Linked DNA regions of Macaca mulatta: region 2 is linked to region 1. A link is a contact called in public Hi-C data. All regions are on one chromosome and are shown on one strand. Each heading gives the region's core, a stretch centred on a gene start, on an enhancer-like site or on the middle of the called end of the contact. The rest is flanking DNA. Distances are from core to core; before and after follow the strand shown. Region 1 holds the start of EFCAB2 (EF-hand calcium binding domain 2). Region 2 holds the start of DESI2 (desumoylating isopeptidase 2).

Evidence for each region. Hi-C and Micro-C count contacts between places; a contact is called where the count stands out from the background.
Region 2: a contact with region 1 is called in a Hi-C map of fetal cortex germinal zone, with 2.2 times the contacts expected there. The contact joins the promoter of DESI2 here to the promoter of EFCAB2 in region 1. A contact is called at or near these places in 3 of 14 Hi-C or Micro-C datasets (blood, cortical neurons and fetal cortex germinal zone).

What each region holds. Positions count from the first base shown.
Region 1 is chr1:4,136,137-4,142,242 of T2T-MMU8v2.0, reverse strand. EFCAB2 (EF-hand calcium binding domain 2) reads left to right here and starts at 1,915. Exons shown (of 6, transcript XM_077998155.1): 1 at 1,915-2,039.
Region 2 is chr1:4,472,209-4,479,157 of T2T-MMU8v2.0, reverse strand. DESI2 (desumoylating isopeptidase 2) reads left to right here and starts at 2,248. Exons shown (of 5, transcript NM_001257794.1): 1 at 2,248-2,400. The coding sequence starts at 2,359.

The DNA.
Region 1 (6,106 bases), core at 666-3,165:
GTAAAAGGAAGGTCTGTCTTACACACAGTACGTGCTGAATCTGGGTCTTTTTTGAAAAAAAGTCATTGAGAAGACTTATTCCTATCTTAATTTTTAAGACATATATTACCAAACAGAAAAACTGTACTAGATACTGGGGATATATGAATGAATAATGCTGTTTCTGTCTTCAAGACCTTACTGTTTGGCAGGTGGAAACAAGTGAACGAACGAAAGCATTGCAAATCAGGCTGGGCGCGGTGGCTCAAGCCTGTAATCCCAGCACTTTGGGAGGCCGAGACGGGCGGATCACGAGGTCAGGAGATCGAGACCATCCTGGCTAACATGGTGAAACCCCGTCTCTACTAAAAAATACAAAAAGCTAGCCGGGCGAGGTGGCGGGCGCCTGTAGTCCCAGCTACTCGGGAGGCTGAGGCAGGAGAATGGCGGGAACCCGGGAGGCGGAGCTTGCAGTGAGCTGAGATCCGGCCACTGAACTCCAGCCTGGGTGACAGAGCGAGACTCCGTCTCAAAAAAAAAAAAAAAAAAAAAAAAAAGAAAGCATTGCAAATCAATGTGGGAGGCTCTATGAGTATGGGGCCATAGAGGAAAAGGCTGAGAGGGAGAGCTTCAATTAGTAGGTGACTTCGAGAAGGTCATCCTGGCCAGGCACGGTGGCTCACACCTGCAATCCCAGAACTTTGGGAGGCCGAGGCAGGCGGCAGATCGCTTGAGCTCAGGAGTTTGAGAGCAGCCTGGGCAACAGGGGGAAACACTGTCTCTACAAAAAATACAAAAACTAGCAGACATGGTGGCGCAAGCCTCTCCTCCCAGCTACTTGGGAGGTTGAGGTGGGAGGGTCACTTGAGACCGGGAGGCGGAAGCTGCTGTGAGCAGAGATCGCACCACTGCACTCCATCCCGGAGGACAGAGCGAGACCCTGTCTCGAAAAACAAAAGACAAAAACAAAAACAAAGACAGTCATCCTGCATGACAACCAGGAGGGGACAAATGTGTGTTTGTGGGAAGCTGAAATGATGGCGGGGGAGAGAGCAGAGAAAGACGCTCCAGAAAAAGGAAACTGTAAACAGCAGACGAAAAAGCATAGTGAATGAATAGCAAGCCTGAGACCAAACTTAGGGTTTCCTACACTTATTTCAAAGCCCTTCATTATCTATATGGAGAGGGGGAGGCTTTAAACACAAATATTTAGATCATATTGACTGAGATGTAGATATAAATGAATGCTAATAATTACTTTTCGTTATTTTGGGGTGTTAAAAATTTACTGTACAAGATTGTATTCGTTTTAAGTATCTTCTAACATGAGCCATTTTGTAATGATTCAGTTGTTTATATTCAATTTCAGGCAGAATGCTGATCACAGCACCAAATGGGTATCTTCTACAGAAAAAGTTATTTTAATAAAAATATAGTCAGGATTTCCTGAGAGATTATAGAAACAGAATAAAAGCATTAAAACTGTTAAGTCATTAAATACGAGTACTTTGTATTTTGAAGGCTCTTAAAATTTAATTTAGTTTATAAATTGCTTTTACATAACATATGCACTGAAATACCATTTAAAATTAGTTTTGAAAATGTGTTCGTTTGAACCACATCGTTAGGTATTTTATTCAAAGCTCTTTATAAAAAGAGCTTTACTATATTCCAGTATAAGTAAACTTGTCCTGAAAATAAGAAAAATTTAACCTCATGCTATGGCTGCAAAGTTTCCGGAAAGCAGGATTTAAAACTTCCATTGTAACTTTAACCAGCGGTCATGTCAAATTTCACAACTAAGAACATTTTAACGCATGTTAACACTGAGCACAACATGGGCACGTTTTTGTTGCTATGAGAACCTTCTATTTTGTATGAGACATTGCAGCCTTGACGACGCAATGTTTGTGCCTATTTTGCGCATGTTTTTCTACAGCTATTCCTCTCCTCTAGTAATAATAGTCGAATGGCTCTGGTTTCCTCTTGCGCCCGGCCCAGTTTTTCCGTTTCAGCTTAGTTGTCATAGGCTGTGCTGCCGCTTTCTCTGGGAAAGGACGGTGAGGACTGGACGGGAGAAACCGGGAGGGCAGGCGCGGCCGTTCTGCAGCAGCCGGGCCGATGGGAAGCGGGAGGAGGAGGTCGGGCCGCGGGCTGGTTCTGTCACCCCCTCGGGAGCCCAGCTCTTCACCTAGCTCTCCGGCGCTTTTCAAAATCTGCAGTTCACAACAAAAATCGAGCAACGCCACGTCGCACAAACAGGACAGGAGGGGCGAGGGTGTGTGCGCGCGCGTGCTGTCCCCAAATGGATGAGAAATAAGGGAAGGGGGGCTGGGGAGCGTGTGATGAAGTAACACTGCTAGGCCCGCGACTAGTCGGGCCCCGGCCTCGGGTCTGCAGGGACAAGGTTGGGGGCCGGGTGGCAGACGCGGCTTCTGGTCTTCCCCCAGCGCGAGGGTCGTGGCGGGAAGCGGGGACGCGGCGCGCGCTCGGAGCCTTCTCCCCGCCCCGCCCCGCCCAAGGGTCTTCCTCCCCCAGAATTCGGAGCGGCCCCTCCTCCAAGCCAGGCTCGCCGCGGGGCGCTGAGCAGGCCGGGACACCGCGGCCGAGGTTATCGTTAGGCATCTCCCAGGCGACCGGCTCCGCAGCAAGATGGCGGACGAGAAAGACAGGGAAGGTAAGGTAGGGGCGACGGGGAGCCGCTGGCCTCGCCGCCCGCCGCGACACCGGGTCGCACGGGGAAGCGCCGGGTGGGGTGGGCCCTCGTCCATCTGGAGTCCCCAGCCGCAGGGAGAGGGTGGCCCGAGGAGGGGGCCATCCCGCAGCAGCAGCAGCCGCCGCCGCCCTGCCCCCGTCCCCGCAGCCAGCCCGGCCTGCCGCTCCGCCCCGCCCCGCCTGTCTCCCCTCCTCCCGCCTTCTTCTCCCTCCTCCCGCCTTCTTCTCCCTCCTCCCGCCGTCTCCTCCCTCCTCCCGCCCTGTTCTCTCTCCCCTCCTCTCGCCCTCCTCCCCCTCTTCCTCTCCTCCCGCCGCGTCCTCCTTCCCCCTCCCTCGGAGGCCGGGCCTCGGCTCCTGCGCGGGCTGCGCCGGAGGCGCCGGCAGGGGGTGCTGATAATGGCGTCGTTGTTCACTGTCGCGGGGAAGTCGTCGCCGCCTCCACACCCTCGCCGGGGGTCTCGGTGCCGCAGGTGCCACGCCCGTAGCGGTCCAGGCTGTGGGCCCCGGGGGGTGGCCTGGGTGAGGAGGAGTTCTGGCCGCCAGAATCTGGCGGGATCCTCTGTGTTGGCGCCGAAACCCCGCCCTGGCGCAGCCTGATGGCGTTCGCGGCCACCATTTTGCCTCCTTAATGAGGACGCAGGAGGACGGTCTGGAGGTCACCGCCGCTGCCTCCGAGCTTCCCGGTGCTCCGAAATGCCTGCCCCGCGGCCGGCTTGCGTCGCGCAACTGGCCTGTTGTCTTGTCTTAAAAAAAAAAAAAAGAAAAAAAAGACACACACCTAAACAGCAGTTTTAATAAAGATGAAAACCAAAATCTGGCGGAGACCTTGGAACCGCTCGCGGTCCCCGGGGGACCACCCAGCCCCGCGCGGTGGCCGCCTGCAGAGGCGGGACTGCGCTTCGAGGCTTAAGGTCGCCAGATCAGAGGCATCGGTGTGTTGCCTGTGCGGAGACGCCAAAAAGTGATTACGTTTATTTGCAAGACCTTTCATGTTGTTTTCAATTCATGGTGTGATTAATGGTAGGATTAAAACCCGATCCTTGGTTACCATGCCCTTAGGTACTCAAAAATAATTGTGTTACCCAAAAATATCCAAAAAGCCATAAAACAGTAAAGGTAAACAAGTAGGAAGTGAAAATATTCCTCCTTTGTTTTCTTTCTGGAGTGCTCAAAACACCCCCTCAAACCATTTTTCTCTGCACAGAACCAAGTGTGGTCAGGTTAACAGCTAATATTTACAAGGGAAGAAACGAATCCTGAGATATTTAGTCACTTGTTCCGGTGATCACAGAAAATCGGCGAAGACACACATGAAACTGTGCCAACGGTCTACCTATTGATAACAAGGATACTGTGATTTTTATATAATATTAATCCGAGAAGCCAGGATTATTTTATAGGTATTACTTTACAAAGGTGCCCTTGCATACAAAGAAAAGGGTGGTTTTAAAACTTTCCCTGAAAAATTGATGGCTTATTTTTATTTACCAAAAAAAAAAAAGAAAAAAAAAAAAAGGAAAACCATTAGGAGATAAACTAGCAGGTAATTATGGATATTTATTTTCTTAAAAAAGGTTAGGTCAGCATGAGAAAAAACGCACTGGAGTATGGTACAAATACAGTATTTATCGGTTTTTAAAATTGAGAGTTTTCCTGATTTTTCAGCTTTTGAACTATTTTTCTATTTAAAATAAATTCAGAGAAACAATTCTCATAGAAGAAATAATCACTGTTAAAAGGTGGATGCCATTCATTCAGAATACATATATCTAATGCCATTATGTAGATAAGGCATTCATTCTACTTAGAACTTTGAAAGATACAAAGATGAAAAAGTCATTGTCTTTGCTTCCAAGAAAGGTGAGATCAGTAAGGGAGATGAGATATATACAAATGGGAGGGAATAGTTAACTGGGCTGAGTAGTCTCGGTGCCAACCACTGTGCTAGGTGTGTATCCTTGTAGTCCGTGGACAGCAGCCTGGACATCACTGGCTGTCCCCGACCTAGTGAATCAGTCTTCATTTTAACATGTCTGTGGGTGATTTGTATGTACATTAAAGTTTGAGAAGGCCGGGCGTGGTGGCACGCCCTGTAGTCCCAGCTACTCGGGAGGCTGAGACAGGAGAATCGCTTGAACTGAGGAGGCGGAGGCTGCAGTGAGCCAAGATCGCGCCACTGCACTCCAGCCTGGCGACAGAGTAAAACTCCGTCTCAAAAAAAAAAAAAAAAAAAAACAAAGTTCCAGAAGCACTCATATGCTATATCTCATTTATTGTTAACAGTTTTATGGATTAACTAGTTGCAGTTTGAAGGGTATTATGAAATAAAGGCATTTTTTCAGGGGATAAACTAAGTAGAGACTCACTTTGGTGATCTTTTAATGGAAATAGTCCATTACTATTTTGATTGCCAGCTACTGTATTTTGAATTTTCAGAAATTACATCTAACCAATTAGAATTGATTAAGTTTTGAGGATTCACTCAACTAAACTCATAAAAGACTGATGTGCAAGCCTGAATGATTTATTAATTTAAATAGGGGTATATACATTGACCCGCAGGCTGATTTTGGTAATGTAATATACTGTTTTATGGGTACTAAGCTTTGGGTAGTGTGAATTTGTATATGATGACCATGGAATCACACAAAAGAAAGGATAATTTTGAAGGATGTGTTCATTACCCTGTAAGTTCCAAAAGGTCTGGGACCATTTCTGATCTGTTAATACTGAGTGTTGTGCAGAGTGCTTGGAACATGGTAGGTAATCAATAAATATTTGTTGAATTCAGAACATTTGAATTAATCGAAGACAGCTTATGTTTTAACCAAAGCATTCCTAGCTATTTCCCCCAAACTTATTCTATACCTGAAAGTACACAAAACTCGTTTTAGGTCTTTTTCCCTCTGCTTTAGCAGTAAGGTACATTCTTCTATTCCATCTGGCTCAACAAAACGTTTTGTTTCACAACGTCATGGTATTCACTAGCATGTCTTTAAGAAACAACTACAAAAAACCTCATTGTAGAAATACACGTATGTTTTAAATAGTTCATCTTTAATATTGAGATTTTTAAAAGTTCTAAAAGGGGAATAAGTTTCAGGGTACTTATCCTATCCACTCTTCTTCAACATTTAGAAATTAACTTTGATAGAAGTATTGAGAATATTGATAAGAAAAATTACCTAAATTAGAAGGGGCTATTGTGTTCATAAAACTTTTCTCTAAGATTATGTACGTTGAAGTTGTTATAGTTATTTGTAGCATTTTTTGCTTTCATACAGTATAATTTATTTTTTCATAGATTAAAAATTATACAGAATTATATTTGCTAAAAGTTTAAATGTTAGAACCAAATTATTTTTAAAACCACTTTTTTAACTGAAAGAATAATGTTTGAAATGGGATAAAA
Region 2 (6,949 bases), core at 999-3,498, 340 kb before region 1:
CCTAGAGCTTTGTTCTTGGCCCACTTCTTTTTAGCTATACATATTCCTAGGTCATCCAACCAAGCCCCAAGTCTATAATGGCCATGACTCCAGTTTATCCAAATGTCTACTACTTGGCAGTCATGGATGTCTAAAAGGCATCTCCAACTTAGCATGATCAAACCATAACTCTTGATTTCCCTCCCCTCAACCTGCTCCTCCCCAAAATGTGTCACATCTTATAAATGCCAGAACTATCCACTCAATTGACCAAGTCAAAAATCTAGAAGTTTTCTTGAATCCTCTCTCCCTAACCAACTCAACATCTAACTCATTAGCAAGTTCCACAGACTTTACTCCAAAATATTTAAACTCTAATTATTTCGGTCTCCACCACTATCAGCAACAACGAAGCCATTTCTGGCATGCACTTCTGGAATAGCATCCAATTGGTTGACTCAATTAACTTTCGCCACATAACTACCCCCAAAACTTTGTGGCTAAAAACATTATTTCTCACATCAATGTGGTTGTGGCCAGGGAAGGATAGCCCAGGAGAGCTTCACATGTTCGCAGTTGGTTGGATGTCAGCTGGATGTGGGCCATGACTTGACCATGTGTCCCTCATCATCCATCAGGCTAGCCTACACTCATTCCTAAGATGGTGGCCACAGGACTCCCAAGTTCAGCAAGAGGGCAAGTCCCAACTCACAAGTGTTTTTTAAGCCTCTGCTAGCATGCTGTTAATGTCCCATGTCCAAAGCAAGTCACAGTCCAGTGCAGTCAGTGGGGGGAGACACCACCAAAGAGTACAATTTGGGAGACTGGAAATAATTTGTGGCTATTTTGATAATCTGCCACACTCATCTTCCTGTTTCCACCTCCTTTGCCTCTCTGAAATCCATTTTCCACACAGCAACCCAAGTAATCATTTTTAAACACACGCACAATCATTTCACTCCCTGGTCCAAACTTATGGCTTCATTCAAAATACAACCCCTGTTATGAATTTTAAAATCCTTCCGAGCTCTGGCTTCTGCCTACCTGCCCAGCTCATCTAACACCATCGTGTCCTTGCCTATTGTGTCCCAGCAACAGTGATCTTTTGTTTCCTTGAATACAGACAACTCCTTCATGCCTCAGATCTTTGCATTTGTTCCCTTTGACTGAAATACTCCTCCCCCTCATATTTGCGGGGCTGGCTTTGTCATTCATAGTTCAGCTTAAAACTCATCTCATTACAGCGATCTTCCCCGTGCAGCCAATTTAAGATTACTCTCAATGACTTCACCTTATTTAAATTTTCTGCAAAGCACATACCAGTGATAATTTGTTTGTCCCTGTTCCTGTTTATCACAATATTCCCGAGGGCCTACAACACTGCCTGGCACATAGGAAGCACACAACAAATATTTGTTAAATTAATGCAGAGCTGCATACTACGTCCCAGGATTGTGCTAAGCTATGGTTACTGGACCCTTCTCATATCAGCAGGATAGTTTCACAAAACGTAAATTCCACACTGAGGATTAACTGGATGCACGTTACACCTCATCCCACACCAGTAACTCGTCTTCCTGTTTCCCCACCCCTCCCTTTGCCAAAGAAAAAGTGAGGAGGGATTTGGAAAACTTAGGGTCATCACTCTGGTCTTTTGCCACATTTCGTTGGCTTCATCGAGCTCAACGCGACATGAACTACTAACAGCAGCAGCACCGGCGATGAGAGGGTGAATGAAAGTAGAAGACTTCACCGCCCGCGGACCGCAAGGTATCGGCCGCAGCTCCAAAGCACTGCATGCTGGGAGCAGTAGTCTCCCAGGGAGGCCTGGTCTGGTAGGACCGGGGCCCCCGCGGCATGCAGGGAGTTGTAGTCGAAGGACTGTTGAGACTCCGCCTCTGCGCTTATAGTAGCGAGGGGGAATCCTCACTGCATGCTGGGAACTGTAGTGTTCCTGTGGCCCCGTGCCTCCAGAACGCGGAGGCGCCGAAGCTGCCGCCATTTTAGGTCCCGAGGTGCGGCGGCCGGGAGCCAGAGCGCAGGCGGGCTCAGTCCCGGCGCCGGGCCGGCCCCGCCCCCGGGGCGCCTGGCGCCCGCCCCTTGCTCAAGCCCCGCCTTTCCCCACGTGTCTGCCGCCTAGGGGAGGTGCCTCATCCGGAGCGGGCCGCCAACGGTCCGGCCCCGTCCGCACAGAGGCTCCTGTCGGCGGCGCCCGGGAGCGGCTCGGCTGCCCGATGCTTCCGCCCCGGCTGCCGCGGGCCGGGCTGTGCGCTTAGTGCCCGGCTCGGGCCCCCTGAAGCGCCCGCGGGGGTGAGAGCGGCCTCCGGCCCCGCGGAGACGGAGCGGCTTGAGGACGAGGCGGCGGCCGCGGGGAGGAGGATGGGGGCTAACCAGTTAGTGGTGCTCAACGTGTACGACATGGTGAGTGCGGCCCCTGGCGGCCCCGAGCCCTGGCCCAGGCCGGCTTCCTCTCGCCGGTCGGGCTCGGACCCCGGCCCCAGGCGCTTCCTGCCTCGCGTCTCCGCCTCCAGCCTAGTTCTCGGGGGAAGCCGGGGGTAAAGGAGGGAGTGTGGTTCATTTTTAATCCTCGCACTCGTCGACGCTCCGGTGAACCCAGTCAGCCCGAGGCTTTGGCCGGTGCTCAGGTGGGCTGGAACCTCTCCCAGCCGCTCCGGTTGGCCGCGACCCTGGCTCTGGGCCCGACCCCTTGGCCCACGAGCAGTGTCCTTTCGGCAAAGCTTCCGTTGCGTGTCCAACCCCACTTGCCGGCCCCCGGGGCTGCCCCGGGACCCCCGTCCCGACCGCCTGCGCTCCCAGCTCCTCTGCTTCTGCCGAGCTGTGCATCTCTCTCCGTGGCTTAGTCTTGAAAAACTCCCAAGCCCCTCCAAGTCCAGAAAGTCACAGCTTTCGGGTGCCTGTGCTAGAATCTCTTCAAAGGTGAACAGGAGCCAACACACCCTTGCCTTGTGTGTTCAAGGCAACCGCGTTAAAATATGAATGAGGCTAACATTTCTCAAGAAAATAGCCCAGCTGAATGATTCAGAGATCCTGGTGGTGCTCCTTTCCCACACCCTGAAGACCACTTTCCCGGTGATGCAACAGGTGACGTGACCACAGGAGAGGGAAGGGAAGAAGTTGTTTGTTGTGTCATGTAACTTTGGAGTCTGGCAGGCACGCAGAATCGAGCCCAAGAACTGGTTTGCCTGATTTTTGCAGTTGAAATTACCCCAGAAAAAGCACCCGGTGGAGAGTTGTCGTTGCAGTTAGATGTATGCCTGGGTGCGTTTGCTTGCTTTGGGTTGATGGGTTTTTGTTCTGTCGAATGGATTACCTCTGACTGCAATGCTTAAAATTCCTTGTAAGTTGACTGACAAATGAAAAATTGCCCATCGTGGTTTTTGTTGGCTTAAAGATGCGGGAGAGCAGAAGGACTACAGGCCAGGAGTCTTACACAGTTCTAAACTTTGTATTCCCTTGTATTATTTATAAGTTTCTACATTTACAGTGTTATATCTTGGGTAGAAAGGGATTCCTCAGGCCATATCTGGGAATTGTGTCAGAAGGGTGTAGGAACTGCCTGCCACTTGAGATGAGTCCTCTGTTGAATTCTGATGTGAGCTTGGAGATGAGATGAGTTCACATGCTGAGAAAAGTGGAACAGCACAGAAAAAGTTGAAGAGAATAAGCCAAACAAAAGATCCTAGAAAAGCATGGCACTTTGTAAATTCTTTGGCCTGTGTCACTGTTGAGAAATAATTCTCTAGACTTAAACTTTTTGTGTTCAGCTGAACGCCTTTATTTTTCAAGGTTCTTACTGCCCTTGTACTTTTTCTGTGCACCACTCCCCCCCCATCTGAGTGTGGTTTGTTTTTTATTCATGAAGGCTATTGCTGTCTTTCAGAATATATTCTGCTCTTGAGAGCACAGTGTGCCTTTTCTCCTAGATTGTTAAACAAACCCGTTTATAAATTAGGATACAATGGCCAGAAGCCGTGGTTTCAGAGCCTAGAAGAATTTGTGAGAATAGAGGAAGAGAGTTTTACCTTTTATATGAAAATGAAAATGCATTTTTTGGCATATAGTGGGCTTTACACTTTAGGCATTCTGTGATACAGGAAAATCTTTGCTAATTGTGGTCGATTGGGAAAAGCTAGAGATGGTATTCAGTATTTTCAAAGGGAGGACTGTTCTGGACGATGTTAAAATATTGACTAATTAACAAGATCTTATTCTTCACATCAAGTTTGTAAAATAGGTAGTTACAGAATGAAGCAGACGGGGAAGAGAGTAAGTGATCTGCCCAAACAACTAAAAATATAATCTAGAATTTGTCAACCAAAATCTTATTCACTATCTTCTCTTCTAATTCCTGCATTTATGTCTTTATATTGCTTATGAACAGGAGATGAAGCATATGAATGTTTATCGGAATGATAAATAGTTGAATTATTAGACTTTTAATAAACTTGATCTTGCATGTTTTTTTGAGGGCTTTGAGTGTTTTACGTCACTAATTCAGCAACCTACCGTTACTTACTATTTTTGACGTGGTAGAAGCCACAAGGATGAGTTAACTGTCCTTTCTTCTTTAAGGAATTTAGAGTATTGTAGAGGAGATACACAACAGTGGTAACAATTCAAGACAGAATAGCACGGTTTTGATAAGAGCAGACAAGGATGTAAAGGAGGAGACTATATGTGGTTGCAGCATCAGGGAATGCTGAAAAATCAAAGGTATGAAACTTGAAGAATGGGTAGCATCCACAAGGGCAGAGAACAGTTGGCATGAACCAAATGGCAGGACTAGGGAAAGCACAGGTGGGATTTGGGAAGTAGCAGCTGGTCCAGTATAGCTAGAGTAAAGCGTAAATGAAAGGAGACAAAACAAAGTGTGATTAGAACTTCATTAGTCCGATGAGTTGTGGGCTTGGGTTGATGAGTTGAAGGGCTGAGGGGCTCCTTGAGCCAGCAGAGTCATTTATGGTTTTCACGGAGGGGAACAGTGTGATCAGTTGTTTTAGAATGAAGACTAACGGATTGAGATACGAATTTTGGTCTATTATACTAATTTTTCTCAAGTCAGTTTTGGTTTTTGAAACATTTTTGCTTGTTACCAAGCGTAAATTCCTTTTATCCTTGGTAATTCTTCCTATTCATCAGAGATGCCTTGGATGAGGATAGCTGTTACCTGTTTAGGCCTAGTACATCAGCTGTCTGGTTCAAACTCTGTAAATATGAAAATCAACCTTTGGGATGCCCTTATAATCACGGTTATAGGGACCTCTTGCCATGTGTCCTTGTGTGTCTTTGTTAGGTCGCCCGTTCCAGCTCTGATTGTGTTTGTCCTGTTCTCTAGACTAGGCTGCTGCGGATCATTTCTTCTGTAACTCTGCCGTGTGCACGAAAATAATTCTATTGGGGTCACCAGTATTAACTTCCTTCTCGTGGAAGAATACCGTGATCCTCAGAAGTTTACATAATCATGCACAGTGTTCCTAAATTATTGCTTGCTGCCTTCTCGGTGATTATGTTCCCCTGTGTACTTTAGAGTAATCTACCACCAATAAAAACGTGCTGGAGCTACTTTCCGAGTCGTGGGAATGAGCTTGTTCACATATTCCTAATTGACTGGCACACATAGCAAAGCAGGTGACTCAGATTAGTTTCAAATACTGAGACGAATCTCTGGTGTAGTCATTTTAGCAGTCTTTATTTTTCATAGATCCAGATTTTGTGCTTTTCAGGTTATCTTGACTACTAATGAATTTTTATAAAATAAAAATCTGCAGGTATTTGATAATGTTTGCAAATTCATTGTGTTAACAAGTTTCTACCAATTTATTATTTATTTTATTTATTTGTTTTCTCACTCTGTCACCCGGGCTGGAGTGCAGTGGTGTGATCTCAGCTCACTGCAACCCCTGCCTCCCGGGTTCAAGTGATTCTCCCGCCTCAGCCGGCCAAGTAGCTGGGATTACAGGCACCTGCCCTCATGCCCGGCTAATTTTTGTATTTTTGTAGAGATGGGTTTCACCATGTTGGCCAGGCTTTTCTCAAATTCCTGTCCTCAAGTGATCCGTCCGCCTCAGCCTCCCAAAGTTCTGGGATTATAGGCATGAGCCACTGTGCCCTGCCTGTACCAGTTTTATTATAAAGTAGTACCTATACATCTTCAAAGTCTTTAAAGAATAGAAAAGAACCACTTTGTAGGACTCTTCAAATAAGGACATTTTTGTCTGGACTCCGTTCTTTTGGTGCCTGTCTCCATTAGACTCCTCCAACAGAGTGTAAGGTCAGGCTGGTGTGATAGATCCGACTTCTCATACATCTGCAGATCTAATTCAGACTTTCTGAACAAGTTCCAGAATCACACATCCCACCTAAATGATTCCTTCATATCTCAAATCAACATGTCCAGGAACAAACTTCTTCGAACCTTTTCCCCTACCCACACCACACAGTCTTCCCTCTTGCCCCATGCCACTGCCCAAAAAGCCACCACTTTTGTTGTAGTTTCCCAAACCAGAAACCTGGGAGTAAACTTAAATTCCTCTTTATTATAAACCCTTCACGGTCAGTCAGCAGGCCCCGTCTCTTTGTTTTAGTTTGGTTGATTCTGTCTGAAAGCAAAAGAGAGCTTGAGAGTCAGTGGCTTAAGCTGGAAGGATACTTAAGTCCAGAGATAAACAGGCCCTGGGTTAGTTCACCAGCTCAGCTGTGCCATCAAGAACCAGGACTTTCCATCCTTTTACTCTGCCATCCTCAGCACGTTGGCTGTTGCCCTTGGTTCGTCCTCTCATAGTTGTAAAGTAACTGCCATAGCACCAAATGTGGTATCCTCAGTCAGCAGTATATGAAGGAAGATGGAAGAAGATAGGGTCATTTTTTTACATGCACCTCTGTTCTTTTAATAGAAAGGAAAAACTTAACCAGAGCCACACTCCTTCCCCCAAGAGATTATCTAGAACTG